Linked DNA regions of Mus musculus: regions 2 and 3 are each linked to region 1. Evidence: chromatin contacts called from public HiChIP or PLAC-seq data. All regions are on one chromosome and are shown on one strand. Each heading gives the region's core, a stretch centred on a gene start, on an enhancer-like site or on the middle of the called end of the contact. The rest is flanking DNA. Distances are from core to core; before and after follow the strand shown. Region 1 overlaps Gm32014 (predicted gene, 32014). Region 2 has its middle 13 kb from the start of Tmem123. Region 3 has its middle 19 kb from the start of AV064505.

Evidence for each region. HiChIP or PLAC-seq counts read pairs in DNA pulled down with a chosen protein or histone mark.
Region 2: an H3K27ac HiChIP or PLAC-seq map of large pre-B cells shows a contact between it and region 1, with 4 times the contacts expected there. The contact joins two enhancer-like sites.
Region 3: a contact with region 1 is called in an H3K27ac HiChIP or PLAC-seq map of large pre-B cells, with 5 times the contacts expected there. The contact joins two enhancer-like sites. A contact is called at or near these places in 1 of 484 Hi-C or Micro-C datasets (adipose-derived mesenchymal stem cells) and 1 of 115 datasets of contacts at active chromatin or transcription factors (large pre-B cells).

The regions. Positions count from the first base shown.
Region 1 is chr9:8,690,810-8,694,744 of GRCm38.p6, reverse strand. All of the region lies in intron 3 of Gm32014 (predicted gene, 32014), which reads left to right. Among named protein-coding and RNA genes, the nearest start is that of Gm32014, 48 kb to the left of the region's middle. Within about 2 kb of position 1,339, at least 24 of the 459 cell types and tissues checked have an H3K27ac peak or open chromatin away from gene starts, as enhancers often do.
Region 2 is chr9:7,748,740-7,752,514 of GRCm38.p6, reverse strand. It overlaps the pseudogene Gm10709. Among named protein-coding and RNA genes, the nearest start is that of Tmem123, 13 kb to the left of the region's middle. Within about 2 kb of position 2,319, at least 10 of the 459 cell types and tissues checked have an H3K27ac peak or open chromatin away from gene starts, as enhancers often do.
Region 3 is chr9:7,712,644-7,716,741 of GRCm38.p6, reverse strand. No RefSeq gene overlaps it. Among named protein-coding and RNA genes, the nearest start is that of AV064505, 19 kb to the right of the region's middle. Within about 2 kb of position 2,086, at least 10 of the 459 cell types and tissues checked have an H3K27ac peak or open chromatin away from gene starts, as enhancers often do.

The sequences.
Region 1 (3,935 bases), core at 90-2,589:
GTCAGCAAAGGACCACACTTTGCATGGGAGGTCAGATAAGCCTGCACTCCCTGTAACACACCAAACTGCATCAGAGTGGTAATGCTGTTGGGAGATCAGGCAGAGTAAGAAAGGCAGACACTCCAGGCAGCAAAGCCATGCTGCCCTAGCTGACATCAGTATCCTGCTTTGCATCAGAGTGGAATCCATAGCCTTCCTGTGTCCTTCTCCACCTCCACCATGCTCAGTGGACTGTGGCCCTCCACCCTTGGTCCTTCAGTTCTACTATACCCATCCTGTGCTCTGACCTAAGAGTCTTTTGCTTAGGCTCTTCCTGCCTGGTACATTTTCCATCTGCTTTACTCACTTCTCTGCCATCTTCAGATATTTTCCTACTTAAAACTGACTTACTAACTTGTCTTCATGATTCCTTGGAGTAACGATGTAATTTTACTGATGGTGGGTCTTCAGCCTCCTGGCTTCCATGTCCATGGGAAGGCAAAAGTTTTCCTTGTTATCAGCCTCACCCAGGTGAGCCTCTAGGGTACACAGCACTTGGGGGATATTTATGGGATCACAAATGAATCAGTCACCTGCTACTCATCAATCCAGTCTGTAGTGAGGGTAGACCTCCAAGGATCCCTAAGTTTCAAGCCTGAGAAATAACACACGTGTTCAAGGTAGTCAGGAACCCCATCGCGGCAGGTGAGTGAATTCATGATGTAGTAACCTACCTGACTTTTGCAGAAGACTGCAGACCAATGGATAAGCCATGAAGATACCAGAAAACATACATAGAAGTGTGTCTTCACTGGAAATAGCAGTAAATGTGCAAGCAAGACCATAGTGGACATTGGAGCTAAAACAGAACAGTATTTGCTAATGACAACTCACACGAATGGATATGTTGTCTCCTTGTGGTTCTGGAACTCTGTCCTGTGTTTATGTCCTCTCTACATCCTGGCAGTGCTCTGTGTGAGGCTCACCTTGGTATCTGGTAACCCATATGCATACCTTGAGTCTTGTTTCAAGATTGTTTAATAAGCATGTAAATAGCACTTCACAATTTAGTTGTGACATTGTGGGTAGACAACATACAAAATATAGATAAGGCCTGTTTCCTGGCAGTATCATCCAGGTGAAATTCTTAAAGACAGACCTTCTACATGTCTTATTCAATCCACCCTCCAACCCCTGACCTGGCAGGGTTCAGGGATATTTCAGCAGTTTCCCAGATTCCCAATAGCACCCGGGTTTTTCTTCCAGTCTTTCTCTATCTCTCCATCCATTTCTCTAGGGCCCCACAGCAACAGTAGGCTTCACCACTTCCTGTCTGATCCTCCAGGGCCTTGTCACAAGCCTGCCTGAACTGTGTCACTGTGACCTCCCAGTCTAGATAGAAAACAATGTGGTCTGGCCAACAACCACATATAAAGGAAACAGAACCCTCATCTGGCCAGGTTTGTGCAGAAAGACAGAGATAGTTGCCCGAGTATTGGAGCCCCATGCCCCTCATGAAGTCTTGGTGCCCAGGAAGCCTGAAGAGAGTTACTGAGATGCCACTGCCAAAATATTTGGCCAGCATATCCTGACTTGGTCCCCTTTGAAGTCTTTCTCTGCCTAGAAATTGTCCTTTTGTTCTCCTCCTGCATGAAGGCTGCCAGCCCTACTGAGGTTGGAAGTGGCACCAGAACATTCATTCATTAAACACAACCATTCATTAAACATCCTTGCATCTACTAAAATGTACTTAGATCTCTGATAGTGTCTGCTAAATAGCTCCGGGTCTCAAGCTTATGCAAGTTGTGGTTAGTTAGTTAGTTAGTTAGTTAGTTAGTTAGTTTTTATGGCCATGAGAATATGAATTTAGACCACAAGCCCTTCAAAGGGTGCTTCTTGGTACATTGCATAAAGTATGTGCTTCATTCTTGGGTTCACTGAGGCTATCCAATACTTCCCTGCATCTCTCAGGCCAGAGACGTGCTGTGATGTTTTAATCCTACTAATCTGAGTTATAACCCCACTAAAACTAAGAGAAAATGCAGAGTGCCCAAGCAAATGAAAGCAACATGCTGACAATAGAGCATGGTCTGATGTCATTACCCAAAGCAATACAAGTGACTGTGTGGAGTTGAAGCAGAGTCTTCTCAAACAAGCACCTTACCCAACTGGAAGTCTTTTTGACATGTAAAACCAACTCTTCCCCACACCAGAAAACACACATGTAGGGGCTTCTCCTGATGTATTACAGTGTTTTAAAGGGCTGTATGTTTCAGAATTCTAGTAGGGTATGAATCATCTTAGTTACTGTCATGATTGTAAATGGAATAACTGAAGAAGCCATGAATTCCTTGTGCTTGCTTGTTTAGGAGTTTTGCTAAGCCTAGAACAAAAGTGAACATCAGACACTGCCTTGTAAGGCACATGCCAAGACACTTTGAGGGCAGTATTACTGCAGTAAAGTGAACTTACCATGCATTCCTGTTGGATAGTTTGTAATCCTACCAAATTCTGTAAAATACTCAAAGGATGCAGTCCTCTAATAGGACTGTAGAATGAGGAATTCAAGACGATGTAGACTATCTTATTGGTCACAGCTTGCAACCAACAGATTAGTGTTCAAATCTAATGTTTAACCTCAGGATAAATGAACCTCTGGAGATCGCTATGACCAGAGTGGTGGACATTGCCATAACCACAGGTGAAGGAGGTTGCTATAACCACATAGTGTCAAAACTTTAGACCAGACCACTAAAAGGGTTGTGTTTCTTACAACCAAAACCAAACTCTGGATCTCAATATATTAAACACTTTTATCCTATATTGTCAATACTGATTTGTCCAGAATAAGAAATAGTCAAAAGGCCATGGGGACCTGGGAAGATCCACATACAGGGCTCCCATATGGAACTTCATTGAGCTCCTAACCTAGCAGGAAGAGGCCAAGAGTTTAATAGAAAAAGCTTAAATACATCCTATGGTCATGCCTGACTGTACTGAAGATGTATCAGAAATATAATAAGGTCCCAGAACAAACAGCATCCAGCAGAAGTGACATGCTAAGATGGGCCATGAACAAGAAGAGGCCCTTCCCATTGATGAAAACCATGAAGATGGGACCATGCTGCTGAAAAAAGAAAAGAAAGAAAAAAAAAAACAAACAGATAGGTGTCAGCAGGAACTAACAGGTGTGTTAATTTGCTATTGCTTTCTTGAATTGCAGGATAACTTCTTTTTTCTACAAAACAGAAGGAAGAAGTGAATAATTTAAATTCATATGCCTCAAGGAGGACTTGAAAACATGCCAGGGATCAGCCTGCTGGCATCTGCACAATATCCAGGGTGTCTTCTAAGAAAGAAGAAACCACAGACCATAGCAGGAAATTCGAACTTAACAGAATCTTTTCAGATTTGCTTCTTCACTGAGGATCTAGAAGGTTCTAATGAACATTCACAGTTTCCTAAGAAGAGAGGAGCCCCTACCCCTCCCTGGCAACCCCTGGATCTGTCACCAAGAGCCCACTTAGTCAGCTCTGTGTCGAATGCTGCTATTGAAAGCAGTACCTAGAAGATTCCAACAACTACCACAAGCTACCAATAAACGTTTTATGAGTGGGATCTAACAGAGTCCTCATCCCAAACAACCCCTCAATGCCATTATTTAAATGAATACATTATTAGGATCCAAAATAGAAAAGTACCATGAAATTATCCCAAATGAACAAAAATGTTCAAATGTGACTCCTCTATTTTTAAGCATGAGAGACATGTTGCCTTAAGGTCAGTCTTATCCTAAACAGAGAGAACTCCTCTGTTATTCTTTTCTGAAATTCCAGCCGGGGGCCTCAGGATCCTTCTTAACTCTGTGCTCCAGGTATGATATAGCAGATGATCAGAAAACATTAGTCGAAACCCAAATGGCACTTGGTTTTACTTGGCTTAAGATGGAAGAAGCT
Region 2 (3,775 bases), core at 1,070-3,569, 940 kb after region 1:
AAGGTAGGTTGAGAATTTTTTACTACTGGCTCTGATGCAAAAAATATTGTGGAATAATTTGAAGTTCAGAAAGGCATACTCTTATTAGTTAAGCTAGGGACCTCTTATGGTCAGGGAACAAGAACAATGGCAGCACTGGCTGAAGTGACTTCACTGAGACTGGACTGATTTCTTTTTTTTTTTTTTTTAAACAGATCTTGCCTGAGTTTATTTGTAAGAACAGCATAGGACACTGGTCATCTGCAAATAGTGTGTGGGGAGGTGTGTCACAGCAGTCCGTCTGTCTTCACACTGGCAGGAGCCTTTTCTATGGGGCCTTCACAGGGGCCTGGGTACCTTTGGGGGCCTGAGCACCTTTGGGAGCCTGGGCTGGAGCTGAAGCCTGGGCCTTAGCTGGAGCTTTGGCCCCTGCCTTGGTTTGGACCTTAGGCTTCGGTTGGCAGAGCCTCTGACCCTTGGCCATGTAGCTTCGAATCCGCTTCCCAAGCTTAGGGTGAGCGATGAAAGCCAGCCGCTTGAGTTTGGGGCCTTTTGGCATCTTGGGCTTGATGGCCTGAGGCTTCACCAGGGCCTTGATGGCCTCTGTGCGCGCACTCACTGCCTTTGCATTGTTGGCCTGCATCTTCTTCAGGCCTTTCTTGTTGTGCTTCTTGGCAAAGCGCATGTTCCTCAGGAACTTGGGGTCAACCCCCTTAAGAGATTCGTATCTTTGCGACCGGGGTTTCTTGATGCCATTTCTGTGCCATTTGCGGGACTGGTTGTGTGTGGTGTGGTTCTTGGACTTGGCCATGTCTGCACGGTAACCCGCGGCTCCCGCAGCGCCGGAGACCGGAAGAGAAAGAGGATGACTGATTTCTTATTCCAGTTTCCCCCCTCAGCTTCCTGATAGGATTTATTAAGAATTGCTGATGAGTAGATGTGTATTTTGAGGGTTTAAGGTAGATACAACTAATTTTTATATAAAAGTTTAGATTTGTGATTCTTTTATGGTTCTTACAAGATTACTTTTAAAGATAGATAATGAAATAATTATTTCTTTTTTTTATTACCACAAATTGCTGCCTGCCAATAAGAGAAACTGGCTGAGGAAACTACCTTGCTAGCTTACACGAGTTGCTTGGTATAACAAGTACATGGGTTTTTGAGAATAATTTGTTTTCTTTACCTGTACTACGTAATGTTATATTTTGTAAAGGTATTGAAAAACACATTGTAAAAACATTAATAATCATTCACGAGAAGACAACTAAAATGTAATCACATTGTAATTATACACTGCTTGAAAGATTTTGCTGGGATATATAAGCAATATAGGAAATGTGAGATTATAGTCTGACAGACGAAGCTAGGGTCCACTTGTGTTGCATAAAGGTTCCGAACATGTCTGTCTTTTCTTCATAAATGGTAGGGGTGTCCACCAGAGAAGACTATGTGGACACAGGTTTAATGCAATAGAAAGTCTTTGCTAACTGACTGACAACTACCTAGAGTATTGGGACTACCAGTGTAGCCCTAAGCCTTTCTCAGAGTGAGCTTTTAAGCACAAACACCATGTCCTATATTAACATACTTCATTTAATAAGAACAGTTAGCCAGAAGTTGAATTATAGAAGGCAAAAGGCAAGGTTAGGGACTTTCCCAGACTTGGATAGATTAGGGCTTTGTTTTTGATTTGGCGGGTATTGTCCATGTGCTGAGCTTATGGCCTGAATGGTACTTCCCTCATGAAGTCATTTATGTTAAGGTCTGGGCCCATTACAGGAATTTGGTGAGATTCCTAGGGAGCAGCAGTGGGTTAACCTGAGGGTGGAGAAGGGCCTTCTGGCAGTTCATTGGATTGGAGTTCTTGCTTCTCTGCTCCTAGGCCTTTACTGGTTTCCTTGCAGGGGCAGGGTGGAGGAGAGGGGGGCGAGTCTCTTCCTTCTTCTTTACACAAACACTTTTCAAATGGCAGGGTTTCAGAAACAAAGGTTTTAGATCAAAGACACAGATAAACAAGCTATCTGGGAAGTTTTAAAAAAGGATGTGAAGTTGCTACAGATTTGGTTCCTGCTCATTGTCACAGTCTCTCATCTGGGACACAGTCAGTAACTAGGCTCACTGTTCATTCACTTAACCAAAGACTGAGCAGCTGAAAACAATCACACACACACACACACACACACACACACACACACACACACACACACACACACCAATGACTGTGATGTGTTGGAGAAGAATTAGTTGGGCACTTTATAATCAATAGGGACTACTGTTCTAGCAGAACTCTGAGGGCTTGAAAGAAGCCTGGCTCACTACATTGCACCAACTCTGAGAAGGGGAACAGAGCACAAGTCTGCATGCCTGGGTCTTACTGCATATGGGCAGCGAGGTCCTTGATGATGTCTTGAGAATTTTCACATGAGGAACTGGAATATTTAGAAAAGAACCAGGGGCTTGGAATATGGCTCAATGGTCGGTGCCTAGTCAGCACTGGGGAAGCTCGTGGACCCAAACCTAGCATTGCAAACATTTAAAACGAAGCATTCGAAGTGATTCAAGGGATGGCAAGCGAGGTTAGGATTTATTATTAGTTGGTTTTATTTTATTTTGCTTAAAACAAAACAATAGGGTCTTGCTCTATAATCTAGGTAGTTTGGTATTCTCTGTGTATTCCAGGCTGGCTTCAGACCCAGAGCAACCCTGCTGCTCTCCTCCTAAGATTATAGCATGCACTGCCACGCCCAGCCCGTGGAGTGACTAAGAGGCAGAGTACTTAATTTCCTCACTGTCCTGAAAGATATCTGAAAAAAGCAACTTCACAAAGGCAGGATTTATGGATGACAGTGTGAGTACACAGTCCTCACAGCAGGAAAGTCATGGTCACCGGTCTATGAGCCAGCTGGTCACATGGCATTACAGCCAGGAAGCAGAGGTAGATGAAAGCAGAGGTACAGCTTGTCTCCTCATTTTTTACTCAGTCTGGTACGCAAGCTCCACTTAGCACCCACTTGCAGGGTCTTCCTTCAGTTAACCCTCTCTGGAAACACTCGTGCACAAGCCAAGCAGAGTATTTCCATGGTGATTTTCTGTTCAGCCAACTGGACAGTGAAAATGAACCTTCATAGGAGAATGTGTAGGGTTAGAACTAGCATGGCAGGAGTGTATTTAGGGTATGCATTGAACATAAATTCAATTTTGGATGTGGTAACTGAGTGAGAGAAATTAAAAGAGGCTTCTTTGTGCTTGGGCATTCCAATGTTAGCTCCATATAGCATATTTTAAAATAGTTTCACTTTTGAAATTCTATCTTACAGTCCTTCTGTCATTTCTGGATGTTATAAAGCCCCCATTAAGAACGTACGTGCAGAGGGCTGGAGAGATGGCTTCAGAGTACTGACTGCTCTTATAGAAGTTCTGAGTTAAATTCCCAGCAACCACATGGTAGTTCACAACCATCTGTAATGGTTCACACCTTTCTGGTGTGTCTGAAGACAGCCACACTGTATTCACATATTTAAAATAAAAACAAATTTAAAAAATTTAAAAAGAATGTGCGGTGGGAAGAGGGAAAGATGCCCTCCTCCCTCCCTTCATTCCTTGCTACTCATGGCAGGCTGGAGAGCTGGCCCCTGGGTCATGAGAGTGGGAGAGCTGGCCCTGCCCCAGTAGAGCTGGCCCTGATGGCCTGGGCTCAGGTTGAACCAGCCCCAAGGGCATGAGAGTGGGAGAGCTGGCTCTGCCCCCTGCTGCCAGTGGCATTGGATAGGCCAGCTGGGGCAGGGCAGGGCAG
Region 3 (4,098 bases), core at 837-3,336, 980 kb after region 1:
AAGCCAGTTTGTCTATGCAGTCATACCCTCAGTCTGTTACTATCTTACTGAGGCTAGCTTTCAGACTTAATGGTACTGTGGCTGTGTGTGAGTGTGAGTGTGAGTGTGTGTGTGTGTGTGAGTGTGTGAGTGAGTGTGTGTGTGTGTGAGTGTGTGTGTGTGAGTGTGTGTGAGTGTTTGTGAGTGTGTGTGTGTGTGAGAGTGTGTGTGTGTGTGTGAGTGTGTGTGTGTGAGTGTGTGTGTGTGAGAGAGTGTGTGTGTGTGTGAGTGTGTGTGTGTGTGAGAGTGTGTGTGTGTGTGTGTGTGTGTGTGAGTGTGTGTGTGTGTGAGAGAGTGTGTGTGTGAGTGTGTGTGTGTGTGAAAACATGGTTATATTAAGGTTTAATGTTACCTGCAGCTTTAGCTGTCCCCAAAGGGTAAGGGGGGAAGACAAATGTGATCTCTTTTAAAACACGATTTATTCGGTGTGTATATATGTTAGTGTGGACATGCATGCAGAAATCAGAGGATGCCTTTCCATACTTGACTAACATTCCTCCTGTCTACCCTTCATGTCTTGCCATGGAAGGGCTGGGTTACAGACATGCTCCTCTACATTAGGCTTCTCATGAGAATTCTCAGGCTGACACTCAGGCACGCACTTTTTACACATGTTCCTCATTCATATGTGATCTTAACACAGACATAAAATTCTTTTTGGGACTCTGGATCTAGTAGGCTGTAAATGGGGATTCCCTATTGGGCAGTGTTGCCCACACAAGAATCCCACAACAATAGTTCATATTCTAAACCTGCGTTTCTGACCTTCTCTCTGATTCTGTGAACATTTACTAAGAAATGGTATATTTTCTAAGAAATTTCACTTCTTCCTTAGGTTAAAAGATGTTACTGTGTTTTGCTATCAAGAAATTTGAACTGAGAGAATTGGGTATGTTGGTGAAATTTTTGTCTAGCATGTTGCATCTCCAGTACCTTGTCAACCATGTATGGTGATAACAGAACCCAGGAAGTTGAGAAAGAGGGATTCAAGGTCCTTGTTTCACAATGAGTTTGAGGCCAGCCTGGGCTATACAAGACACTGCTTCAATACACATCAGACATTCCACACTCCAAACTTGTCTCTTGCCACCATCAATGCCTGGGATGGTGAGTCTTTTTTCATCACCAGGCCTAAACTGAATAATTCTTGTGCAGATGACTTGGCAAAGGACACTCCAGATTTATAAGACTACTGTAAACCAGGTGTGCTGGTTCACATCTTTAATTCCAACAGGCAGAGGTAGGCAGATCTCTGTGAGTTTAAGGCTAACTTGACCTACAGAGTCAGTTCCAGGTCAGCCAAGGATATACAGTGAGACCCTCTATGAACAAACAAAAACAATCAAACAAGACTCGCATTCTCTGTGGGAGAATCAACCTTAGGACTTGCACTTCTAGCTGCACTGTTTCTTTAACACATAACTCACTGGCCTTTATTATTACCCCCCACCGACTCCCTTTTATACTGGGAATCAAACCCATGACCTCATATTATAGGCAAATACTTTACCATCAAGTTACAGTCACAGCTGTTCCTAAAATTCTTTTCCTGTGGGAGATGTAAACAATATCCCACCCCCCCCCCCCCCTTCCTGAGGACCAATAGGCTGGCGTGTGAGTCCACTAAAGTTCATTTGGGGAACCCTACAGACCCATGAGAGCGGTGCAGGTAGGAGCTCTGGTGGCCTACACAGCTCTGGTGGACTGTCTCTCTCCAGCATGGAGGATGACACCCCATGTTGAGGCAGAGGGAGTCCTCTACCCAGAGCTTCCTTTCCTGTATACTATTCCTCCTCCACACTGGGGCCATGTGCACACAACTAGTAGGGAGGGGTGAACAGGTAAGGGTCCCATGGCACTTTCCATCTCCTCCTTCTACAAGGGCACTGTCAGCAGTCAGCACAGCTGTGATGGTTGCCCTGTAAGAGGCTCACCTGGACTCCTGAAGATACTGGCAGTTTCTCTGGGAGAATAGTCCTACACAACAGCAGTCAATAATTCCTTGTTTTTTCCTCACCGATGAAAGCTTCAGAAGGCAGCAGCAGACCACAGCTGACCCTTAGGAGGAAGTGGGCCAGAGGGCCTGTCTCCTTTGTCCTTATGCTCACTAGGAAATAGAAGAGTTGCTCTTTCACAGGCTTCAAATGATCAGCAAATATGTGGTCGGGGGTCACTTCTCATGACACCTTCTGCATTTGTAGAAAAATAAAAAAATGTGCCAACAACAAAATTGCTCTACCTCCCTTCACAAGGGCTGTAGTTTGGGGACTGACTCATTAGAACGTCTCATCAGTACCAAATCCCTGTCCTTTTTGGTCATTGAGAGTTGGGCTACTATGACAAATGAGGGTAGAAACTAGGAGGCACCAGGTGGGGTCTGTCTGGCATGTTTGTTGTAGTTAGTATGCTTTTGGTTAGAATTGGTTTAAATGGCAGGTGTTTTCATAAGTGGAAGGGTGACCCCGTGTGGCTATTTAGAGTATCACTCTGAATTTTTTGGCTCTTCTGGCTTCAAACTAATTGGTTGACCACCTTTATGTATGTATGTATGTATGTATGCATGTATGTATGTATGCATGTATGTATGCATGCATGCATGCATGTATGTATGTATGTATGTATGTATGTATTTATTTATATTCTGAATGTGTCTTTTGCTTCTTTTACATCAGAGTATGGCAGGAATGGTGCTGTATGAAGGCAAAGGCACATCTGAAGAGATATTCAGATTAAGTCCTGGATGCTGGGAGAGATGGTCCAGGGGTTAGAGCACCTTTGTTCAATTCCTAGCACTTACATGCTGGCTCATAACCATCTCTAACTTCAGTTTCATGTGATCTGATGCTCTCTATCTCCATGGATACCAGATACACACATAGTGCATATAAGTACATTCAGGGAAAACATTCAAACATATTAAGAAGAAAAACAAAAGGCCTGCATGCCAGAGACACTATGGTTGGGTTGATAGTCCCAGCTGCACCCAGCTTTGTAGTCTCAATTCTTGCACAACAGATACATAAGTGAGGTTTGCAAATCTTCCAAACCCATCTACGTCACTCTACAGCTGGGTCACACAGGAGCCCCTAAGTCTCAGAATCTTGGGAACTAATACATGGTTGTTCTTGGGTGGGACTCATGCTTGAGGGTCATTTTCATACAAGAATAGAAAACTGGACAATCCTGGTGTCAGCTGGTCTTCTAAAGAGGACACCAAGATAGGATTACACATGCAATGGATCTTGGGGGAGGGCTAGCTGGATGGCACAGGGATAAAGATGCTTGCCACCAAGACTGGTGGCCTGAGTTTGATTCCCCAGGATTCTCTCTACTTACTGTTTCCCCCTCTTCAGAGGTGTTTTCCCCCAAATCTCTTCAAAATTTGCATTACTTTTTATTTGTGTGTGTGTGTCTTGGTGCCACGTTCTTACACCCACCAACCACATTTTATGATTAATTGGTCATCAAATTTTGAAAAGGGAAGGATCACTTGTTCTACTTTATAAAATGAAGAAATTATCACAAAGGATAGGCACTGGCGATGTAGCTCAGTGGTAACGTGCTTGCCTAGCATGCTTCGGGTCCTTGGGTCAACCTGGCACTGGGGGAAAAAGAGTAAGCAAAGCTTGAGTGTGCAAATCTGAAACTTTAGCACGGAGGCAGGAAGATTATGAGTTTTGGGCCAGCATGGATTACCTAATGAATTTGAGATCAGTCTAGAATACATAGTAAGACCTTATCTCAAAAAGTAACATAAGGCGTGGTGAGAAGGCTCAGCAGTTAGGAGCGCTGACTGCTCTGCCAGAGGTTCTGAGTTCAAATCCCACAACCACGCGGTGGCTCACAGCATCTGTAATGGGATCTGATGCTCTCTTCTGGTGTGTGCCTGAAGACAGCTGCAGTGTACTCATATAAATAAACAAATCTTTTAAAAAAGTAACATAATACAATAAAGTAAAACAAAAAAAGGGGTGGCCCAAATTGAAGGAAAAATTGAGGAATTCTAGGGTTTCCTTAGACGGTAGGATGTGAGCAGTATTTAAACAGAAGTTTCCGCAT